2 separate regions of the Mus musculus genome follow, and region 2 is linked to region 1. The links are chromatin contacts, called in public Hi-C maps. All regions are on one chromosome and are shown on one strand. The core of a region is the stretch at or near the end of the contact, and the rest is flanking DNA. Distances in the headings are between cores, read along the strand shown. Region 1 holds the start of Cabp1 (calcium binding protein 1). Region 2 holds the start of Rplp0 (ribosomal protein, large, P0).

What was found. Hi-C and Micro-C count contacts between places; a contact is called where the count stands out from the background.
Region 2: a contact with region 1 is called in a Hi-C map of Sertoli cells, with 5 times the contacts expected there. The contact joins the promoter of Rplp0 here to the promoter of Cabp1 in region 1. A contact is called at or near these places in 1 of 484 Hi-C or Micro-C datasets (Sertoli cells) and 1 of 9 other capture datasets (adipose tissue).

Annotation. Positions count from the first base shown.
Region 1 is chr5:115,192,273-115,197,008 of GRCm38.p6, reverse strand. It overlaps Cabp1 (calcium binding protein 1), which reads left to right and starts at 2,628. Exons shown (of 6, transcript NM_001310712.1): 1 at 2,628-3,355. The coding sequence starts at 2,762. It overlaps Gm35515 (a long non-coding RNA gene), which reads right to left and starts at 2,671. Exons shown (of 3, transcript XR_387599.4): 1 at 2,119-2,671.
Region 2 is chr5:115,557,155-115,562,072 of GRCm38.p6, reverse strand. It overlaps Rplp0 (ribosomal protein, large, P0), which reads right to left and starts at 2,606. Exons shown (of 7, transcript NM_007475.5): 1 at 2,534-2,606; 2 at 2,185-2,286; 3 at 1,069-1,332; 4 at 828-974; 5 at 555-740. The coding sequence starts at 2,238.

The DNA of each region.
Region 1 (4,736 bases), core at 1,379-3,878:
CCTGCCTTCCCTTCCCCCACCTCCAAGCTCGCTGTAGCCCTCCTTGTCTGGTGGCCTCTTGAACACAGCAAGCTCTCTTCTCCTCTAGATATTTGAATCTCTCTGCTCTGTCAGATCCATCTTTTCCCAGATGGAGACATAACTCATTCTTTTGCTTCATATGCAAAGATAATTCCTCTAATAGCTGCCCAGTGGCACTGTCTGGTCTGGGGCATAGTGCACTGGCAGAGTGGTTGCCCAGAATATGCTAGGCCCAAGTTCAAACCCTTGCACAGCTTAACGAACAAACAACTATTTATTGAATGAATGGGCACATCTTTGTACAGCAGATGCAAGGCACAACACCTGGTGGCATGCATATGTATTGGATACAAAAGTTACAAATGAAAAGGAATTCCAGCCCACACGCAGGATTATCAGGGATGTGAATACAGATGTCTCATCCATTTAGCCTGTGAGCGTAATTCTGATTTATTTCATTTGCGTTAATAACTAACTGTGTGCAAGATAACCAGCTTCTTTGGGTTTCCAAAATGGGCGGCCGGGCAGACAGAGGTTTGTCTCAGGGGTGTGTAGGCTTCAGGAAGGTTGGTGAGCGGCAGGCACAGCCGGGATTTACAGTCAGCCCTTGCTGCTTATCGGCTCCTGAGGGATTCCGCTCAGGTCTTCATCTCCTGAGGTTTATGTTGCGTGTACATTGTCTTTAATCCCCCAAATGCTGGTTCATTTCCTTGATCATTTTTGTTCTGTGCAATTGCTTTCCCTGGCCATCCTGGGTCTTTGTTTGTTGATGTGCTTGCCTGCTTGCTTTGAGACATGTCTCACTATGTAGCCATGAGTGGCCTATAACTCTGTAGACTATGACAGCCTCATAGAGATCTGTCTGCCTGCCTCTGTCTTCTGAGCACTGGAATTAAAGACATGTGACACCTTGCCTGTTACATCTATCTATCTATCTATCTATCTATCTATCTATCTATCTATCTATTATGAGTACACTGTAGCTGTTTTCAGACACACCAGAAGAGAGAGGGCATCTGATCTTGTTATGGATCGTTGTGAGCCATCATGTGGTTGCTGGGATTTGAACTCAGGACCTTCAGAAGAGCAGTCAGTGCTCTTAATGGCTGAGCTATCTCTTCAGCCCAAAGCAAACACTCTTTTATTTTGGGTTTGGTTTTTTGAGACAGAATTTCTCTGTATAGCTCTGGCTGTCCTGGAACTCAGAAATCCGCCTGTCTCTGCCTCCCAAGTGCTGGGATTAAAGGTGTGCACCGTTACTGCCCAGCTTTATTTATTTATATGACAGGGTCTCATGTAGCCCAGCCTGGCCTGGAACTCGTTATTCTAACCCTCCTGTTTGCTTCTCCCAAGGGATTTCAGACATGTGCCACCACACCCAGATCCCCCCCCCAAAACACACACACACACACACACACACACACACACACACACGAGTTAGAATAGTTAAACAGAGTCTTACTCTGAAGCCTCAAGTTTATAGCAATTCTGGTTCCTCCACCTACCACATGCTGGAATTGCAGGCCCATGCCACCACGTCCAGATCTTTCTTTTTTTGCACATGCATAGGTAGAAATACACCATGCAAAAAAGAGGGTCCTCCTCGAAGCCCCGTGATATTGGGAGTCTGCCCATCTATCCTAATGAGGCTAAGCAGTGAGCAGGTTGTAAGGGACAGAGGATGGGCAGAGAACAGGGAGGCCCTCGCCTCCAAATCTTAACGTCCCTACTACTAAGCACCTTGGTACAAGGGGGCCTCAGGAGGTGCAGACTGGAGAGAAGCTGCTAAATGAGTGTGTGCCCTGTGCCAGCTCCCTCCTGCTGGAGTCTTTCTTGAGCACCAGGAAATCTTGTGTCGCCACGAAATCAGTTTGGGAAGAATCATTTGCATTTCACTGAAGAGGGGAAACCGGCTCAGGGAGGCTGATGACACTTGCCCAAGCTTCCCAGATGGCAAGCTGCAGAGCTGGGATTTGAGATTGAAACCAGCACAGTGTGACTTCCTGGATGCTTACCAAGGGCAGGAGTCCTCTCTCTAACAACTAGAAGGGCAGGAGGTGGTTCGATGGAGAAACAAGCATAGCCAACGTGTCCTACCTGGAACTTGACCACCACCAGGCACTTCCGGGACAGGTAGCTGCAGCCAGATGCCACCTGGCTCCTCTTCTGTTGTGTCAACTGTAAATTCCGTGGCTGACTTGCTCGGGGCAATCCTAGTCCGGTGTACTCTATGGAAGGTGGATGGACGAGGCATGGATACACTCCTAGCTTTATCCTTCCAGGTCATCTGGCTCCTGCGTTTGTCTGGATGGTGTCACAGAGTGCCTGCATCCTAGCTGAGTCTCTAGCGTCCTGCACCCCTTTGGTCCTATTGCCAAAGTTGTTCTCTCTGGAAAGTGCACCCTTGCTTGACTTTGGGGTGAGGGGGGGGCGACCGGCCGATCCTGGGCATGGAGGGATCCTCTGGGCGTGATAAGGGGCTCCGCCAGTCTCCTTGGGGGAGGTTAGCCAGCCCCTTCCCTCGTGCTCACATTCAGTGCCGCAGCGCCCCCTTGGCCACCAGAGGCGCCCGGAAGCGGGACTCCCCGAGCGCTGGGCGGGGCGAGGGGCGGGGCGCGGCGGCACCTGGGCCGCGGGAGAGCCGGGGGTGGGCTCTCGGGGGACAACCAGCTGCCCCCCCAGATCTGCAGCGCCGGCCGCCGGGAGCTCGAGGCTCCAGGCGCAGAGGCTGCGCTGTCACATGGGCGGCGGCGACGGGGCCGCATTTAAGCGGCCAGGGGACGGCGCCCGCCTGCAGCGCGTCCTCGGGCTTGGCTCCCGCCGGGCGCCCCGCTCTCTGCCCTCCGGGGGCCCCGCACCACCCCCGCCGGGCCATGCGAGCGCGGGCCCCGCCGCGATGAGCTCGCACATTGCCAAGAGCGAGTCCAAGACGTCGCTGCTCAAGGCGGCGGCGGCGAGCGGGGGCAGCCGGGCTCCCCGCCACAGCTCTGCGCGGGACCCCGGGCTGCGTGGCCGCCGGCTGCCCGGTCCCTGCCCCGGCTCGCCTCCACCGTGCGGGGACCCCAGCTCGCGGAGGCCCCTGTGCCGGCCCGTGCCGCGGGACGAGGGCGCGCGCGGGAGCCGGCGTGGGCTGCCCCAGGCGCACTGCAGGCCCCGGGAGACGCTACCGCCGGCCCGCGGGCGCGATGGGGAGGAACGGGGGCTGGCGCCAGCGCTCGGTCTACGGGGCTCCCTGCGATCGCGGGGTCGCGGGGACCCGGCTCCTGCTGGCACCCCCGAGGCGGACCCGTTCCTCCACCGGCTGCGCCCCATGCTCAGCTCCGCCTTCGGCCAGGTAAGGGCCGCGCCCCTCGCCCGCGCTCCGGGCACCGGCGCTCGGGACCCTACGGCGGCGGCGCGTCCCCGGTTCTGCTCGCTCTGCCCAGTCGGGGTGCACCTTGGCTCATCCTGTCCTCCCGCGGCCCTGGCGCTCCGCCACCCCCGTGTCTGATTCAGCACCCTGTGCGCTGTCCACACTTCGGGCCTCTTCCTGGGCGCCGCTCAGCTGAGCCTGCCTCGCACCTGCAAGAGCGACCTCCGCAATCCTCCGGGAGATTTTCCAGGGTCGTGAGCAGCGCTTGGAGCAGGCGGCGCCAACCTTCTCCTCTCTCTGGCCTCTGGCGACCCAGAGGAGCGAAGGGCTTGGAGTCTGAGCGGCAAAGGGGGAGGGCCTGGGAGTACAGCGAGTTGCTTGTGGATGATTTATACTAGCCGTGACTTAGAGTGTCCTCAAAGGTCTGGGAAAGTTAGGGGATTGGAAAAATGGGGAGGAGAAGAGATGTCTGGACAGGCATGAAGGGTCTGTCCAGAGCTACGGCTCCATCTAGAACTTGAGAGTGTTTTCAAGGAAGATGGTATTCCAGGGATGCTATCTGAATGGCAGTTAGGCAATTGTGGGATAAGACCCAGAAAATCCAAGCCTGGGTTGGTGTGCCTTTTAGGGTTAGGAAGGCCACTAAGAGGTCATTGGTGACTCATTTTTGTCCCTCGCACGCCTTTGCCCGCAAGGATTCCAGTCAGCGGGGCATTTACAAACAGCTCAAGGCTACATTGTGGTATTGTGTCGCAGGAGAGACAGGAACCCGTGAACTTCTGAGCAAAGCCAAGATTTCCTCTAGTTGGGAGACTGTAATTGAATCAAACTCAGGGAGTCAGTTCTGCAGAGGCGCAATCAAAAGGCTGGCATAGTTTCAGACACAGGGGTCTAAGTGTTTCTTTGGTAGGATCTATCGCAAAGATAACCACCTCAAGCTCCCGCTGGCTGTGCGGGGATCAGGAGGCCGCGTGTGTTTTTTGCTTCAGAACTGCTCGCTTCTTTTCAAAATACTACTCTGCAGTGGTTAATGCAGGCGGGGCTCTGTCATGAAGGCAGCTGCACGTGGATTCGGGTTGCACCGGGACCGCTGTGATGGTGTGACGGGGCCAGCAGGCACACGGCTTTGTTCCTGCAGGGAGCCCTGTTAGCGGTGCTCAGGAGTAGAGGTTTGGACGCAGGGCCCTGCGAGAGAGAGGGAGAGGGCGAGAGCCTGGCTACGTGCCAAGGGAGATGCTCACTGCAGTGGTTTGTGTGCTCCAAGGAGCCTAAGCGTGTTAGGAGTGATTTGTGGGTCTGGACTGGGTTGTCATTCAAATGCTGTGTTGTGAGTGGGGAGCTGCAATTCACTCAGTTACTAAGC
Region 2 (4,918 bases), core at 1,357-3,856, 370 kb before region 1:
AAGGAAACAATTTTCCTTAAGCTGGGCAGTGGTGGTGCACACCTTTAAACCCAGCACTTGGGAGGCAAAAGCAGGATTTCTGAGTTCAAGGCCAGCCTAGTCTACAAAGCCCAGGACAGCCAGGGCTATACAAAGAAACCCTGCCTCAAAACAAAACAAAACAAATCAAAAAACAAAAAAGGTCAATTTAATGGCAAAAGCCTGGTGTGGGACAGTCTTTAAAAAGATAGAGTAATAACAATTTAAATTGTTAGCATTAAATTGTATTCATCTCTCCTTGACTCAATACTCAAAATCTCACCGACCAGCAATGTTCTATTTTGTTTGAGACCTAGCTGTCCTCAAACTCACAAGAGGGTGCCTGCCTCCGCTGGGATTAGACACAGCCCCCACAGGCAGTGTTTTGCTATCACAGGCTAACAACCTTTAGAGTCCCAGCACATGACCTCCTGCCCAACTCTATTTTCTGCAGATGAGAAGATGGAACAACTGAAGATGCCAGCACGAATCTGTTGTCACACTCAGCATGGGAGGAAGGAGCTGGGCAGACATACCTCCAGAAAGCGAGAGTGCAGGGCCTGCTCTGTGATGTCGAGCACTTCAGGGTTATAAATGCTGCCGTTGTCAAACACCTGCTGGATGATCAGCCCGAAGGAGAAGGGGGAGATGTTCAGCATGTTCAGCAGTGTGGCCTCGCTGGCTCCCACCTTGTCTCCAGTCTTTATCAGCTGCACATCACTCTGAGGAAGAGAACAGCAGGACAGTTATCATCTGGACACACAGGAGGCCCAGCCCAAAGGACCGACCACTGCAGGCCATCTACTCACCAGAATTTCAATGGTGCCTCTGGAGATTTTCGTGGTGATGCCCAAAGCCTGGAAGAAGGAGGTCTTCTCGGGTCCTAGACCAGTGTTCTGAGCTGGCACAGTGACCTCACACGGGGCGATGGCACCAGCCCGAGCAGCAGCTGGCACCTAAACAGAACAGAGGTAGTCGACGGTGAAATGCCTCTCCATCGGTGAAAGCCCCGAAATGGCCAAATCCTCATTCATCGTCCCAGCCCCTTACCTTATTGGCCAACAGCATATCCCGAATCTCAGTGAGGTCCTCCTTGGTGAACACGAAGCCCACGTTCCCCCGGATGTGAGGCAGCAGTTTCTCCAGAGCTGGGTTGTTCTCCAGGTGGCCCCTGATAGCCTTGCGCATCATGGTGTTCTTGCCCATCAGCACCACGGCCTTCCCTCGGAGCGACATGCGGATCTGCTGCATCTGCTTGGAGCCCACGTTGTCTGCTCCCACAATGAAGCATTTTGGATAATCATCCAAAAGTTGCTATGAAGGAAGCCAGGAAAAACTACATTGAGAGGAAAACAAACAAAAAATACCCAGCAAAACCCGAAACCCTGCTACCTCTACCTCCCCATTGCTTCACCCTAGGTGTGACACTTCTCGCTAGGAGCCAGCCACCCGAGCCCAACGTCTGTCTTTATCTGATCCAGCTTCCTTGCTGGTTACGAGTATCACAAAATTACTGTCACAGCCAAAAATTAACTTTTAGCTGGGTGTGGTGCCACACCTGTAAAGACAGGTAAGGCTTAATTGCTAATCCGAGGCCAGCCAGAGCTATAGGGGGAAGACTTGCCTCAAGTAAATCTTAAGCTTTACTTTTTAAATAAGGCGTGCCTGGGTGACCAAAGTGACTCTGATCAGGGAAGAGACAGACTTAAAAAGCACAGAAAACAAATTATAGAGAGGTCGGGGGATCTTAGGTTGTGAAATATAAAAGGTACTACCAGACCCAAAAATCTTTGTCTCTGTCTCGGAAAAAAAAAAGAAAAGTTAACTAAAACAGACTGGTACCTACAAAGTCTGGTAGCTCTGGTTCAAAGCCACCTCAAAGGCCTTTTGTAATTAAGTCACTCAACAGCAGCCTGACTGGCAGGTCTCAGATGGGCAACAAGATGAATCACTCCAGTCTCAGCCCTTTGCACAAACGCGAAGGGCTCGACGAGATGAAAAACTGGGTGAGCGAGCTAGTTCTGGAACGCGGGGGGGGGGGGGGGAGATCCCAAGACTACAGAACTTCCCCAGGATGCCCAAACTCTGTTAAAGCGCGTGGCCAACGACCGCCCCGGGAAGACCCGGAGGCGGAAGCCGCGCGTCCCCGGCCCGCTCCACACTTACGATGATCTTGAGGAAGTAGTTGGACTTCCAGGTCGCCCTGTCTTCCCTGGGCATCACGGCGGTGCGTCAGGGATTGCCACGCGGGGTTTAAAGACGATGTCACTGGGGAGAGAGAGGGGGCAGCTTGAGCCCGGTAACCCCAACACCGGCCCCGATCCCAGGCCTAGGCCAAGCCGGCCACGCCAGAGCTGGGCCCCGGGCTGCGGCCGCCAGCAGCGCGGGCGATCCGACAAGCCAGGCGGTAGACCGGACGGGCAGAGCCCGGCCGCGATCCTTCCCGAGCCCATCGCTCCCACCCGCAACGTCCCCGCGCTCTTGCCGCCCTCCCACAACAAAACAACCCCCCAACCTCCAACGAGGACGCCTGGCGAGAGACGGGCCGCATGCCCGCGTGTGCCTTTTATAGGAGAACCAGGCGGTCCTCGAAACCCGAAGACGACGTCGTCCATGCCTATTGGCTGGTTCCATCGACTGTCCTGCCTCACTCAATAAACATGCGCGTCTATTGGCTGAGACCGCTGCCACTCCAGCAAGTCGGGAAAGTAAAGACAGCACCCGGCCGCAGGAGGCGCGCTTTCAGACCTGCTGCCCTCTGCTGGGTCGGAGCCGCCCTGCAGCGTCACCGAGTCAGTACAGCAAAACAACTTTCTGCGAAACCCTAGCTGATGCTCTAGTCTCCTCTTGTTCTTCCATTCTTTTTTCTTTCTTTTAATTTATTTATTTTTTATTTTTTTAGGTTTTTCTGTATATCCTGGCTGTCCTGGAACTCACTTTGTAGACCAGGCTGGCCTCAAACTCAGAAATCTGCCTGCCTCTGCCTCCCAAGTGCTGGGATTAAAGGCGTGCGCCACCACTGCCCGTTTTGTTCTTCCTTTCAAAACCTACATCTTCACCCGCACAAAGTTAATCAAAGATTGCCGTTTTCTCTGAGTAAACGCCTAAAACGTAGACTATTCTCAAGGTCCCACACGACTGTTTCCACTGTCGCAATCTGTTTTCTTGCTTTCCTACTGATGTGTTTGCCTCTCGCCTGATCCCTTTGCCCTTTTATCCCCTTCAAGAGTATGCCTTTTTTTTTTTTTGGTTTTGGTTTTGGTTTTTCGAGACAGGGTTTCTCTGTATAGCCCTGGATGTCCTGGAACTCACTTTGTAGACCAGGCTGGCCTTGAACTCAGAAATCCGCCTGCCTCTGCCTCCCAAGTGCTGGGATTAAAGGTGTGCGCCACCACCACCGGCTTCACAGCTTTTTGAATGGTGCTGGCCAGCTTCGGTCAGAGAAACTCACCTCCCCCACATCTTGCTGCAAATGCTATCTACTCAAGGAGACCTGCCCTGATTCTTGATTTCAAATTTTAAGGGCGGGGGCAAAACCAAACCTACTCTCCCTTACTCTCCCACCTTCTCCTGCAGCACTTACACCATCTAACTCGCTGTATAATTCACCACATTCTGCTTGTCAGCCTCTCCCTGCAGGAAGGTAAGCTCCACAGGGCAGAGATTTTATTCTGTGCCTGCCAGACAGTGGGCAGATAAGTATTTGTTGAGCAGGCAAAACGCAGGGCATGCGGCCAGATGAGACCCGGATCCATAACTTTGTTCTGCCGCTTGCTGTGTTGTCTTAAAAAGCACTTCCACTTTATTGACCGTTTGCTTTCCCTTCCAGGGATACGGGAGAAAATCGATACATAAAACTAGCTTCTTCACATATATATATATATATATATATATATATATATAATATATATATATATATATAATATATATATATATATATACACATTATATATATACACACACAGTCGTTCAACATTATTTGGATAATTGTTTTACTGAGACAGTCTCACTCCTGCCTTGTTTTTAATTGCTGAGCCATCTTCCCAGACCCATGAATAAATAAATATCCATATATAAATAAGTGTGTATATATGGGGGAAGATATTGAACCTAGGGCCTTGTTCATGCTAAACAAGCAGTCTGTTGTTTTAAAGCTTCCTGGTGCCTTTGAAGATCAGTCCAGTTTGAGAACTGCAGGCATCAGTGGCTGCTGAGGTCGCTCTTTAATGACAAGGATTCCCCATGCTCAGCACTAAGTGCTGGTGCATGTTCCTGAAGCTACCACCGTCACCCCATCCCCACCCCCCAAGTCCTGAGGTGCAATACTTTATCCACAAGAAAGCGCCCAGAGTGTTTAAATCACCTGATGATTTCAGAAGGCTGCAGAAACAGGTTCAAAGGCCACTGTGTGGGCCCCACTGTGCTCCACAGTCAAATCCAAACCCCATGTCTCTCTTTCTCTAAACGCACTTTTCCAAGTGCATACATAATGGCTACGTTACATTTCCAAAGACATCCTGACTCTGACACTATAAATACCCTAACTGTCGTACACCAATATATATTAGTTAGGGTTCTCTAGAGTCACAGAACTTATGGATAGTCTCTATATAGTAAAGGAATTTATTAATGACTTACAGTCTGCAGCCGAATTCCCAACAATGGTTCAGTAGTAGCTGTGAATGGGAGTCCAAGGATCTAGCTCAGTCACACACGGCAAGCAGGCAAGAGAGCAAGAGCAAGACTCCCTTCTTCCAATGTCCTTATATTGTCTCCAGCAGAAGGTGTAGCCCAGATTAAAGGTGTGTTCCACCACACCTCTTAATCCCAGATGAAAGGTGTAGCCCAGATTAAAGGTGTGTTCCACCACACCTCTTAATCCCAGATGAAAGGTGTAGCC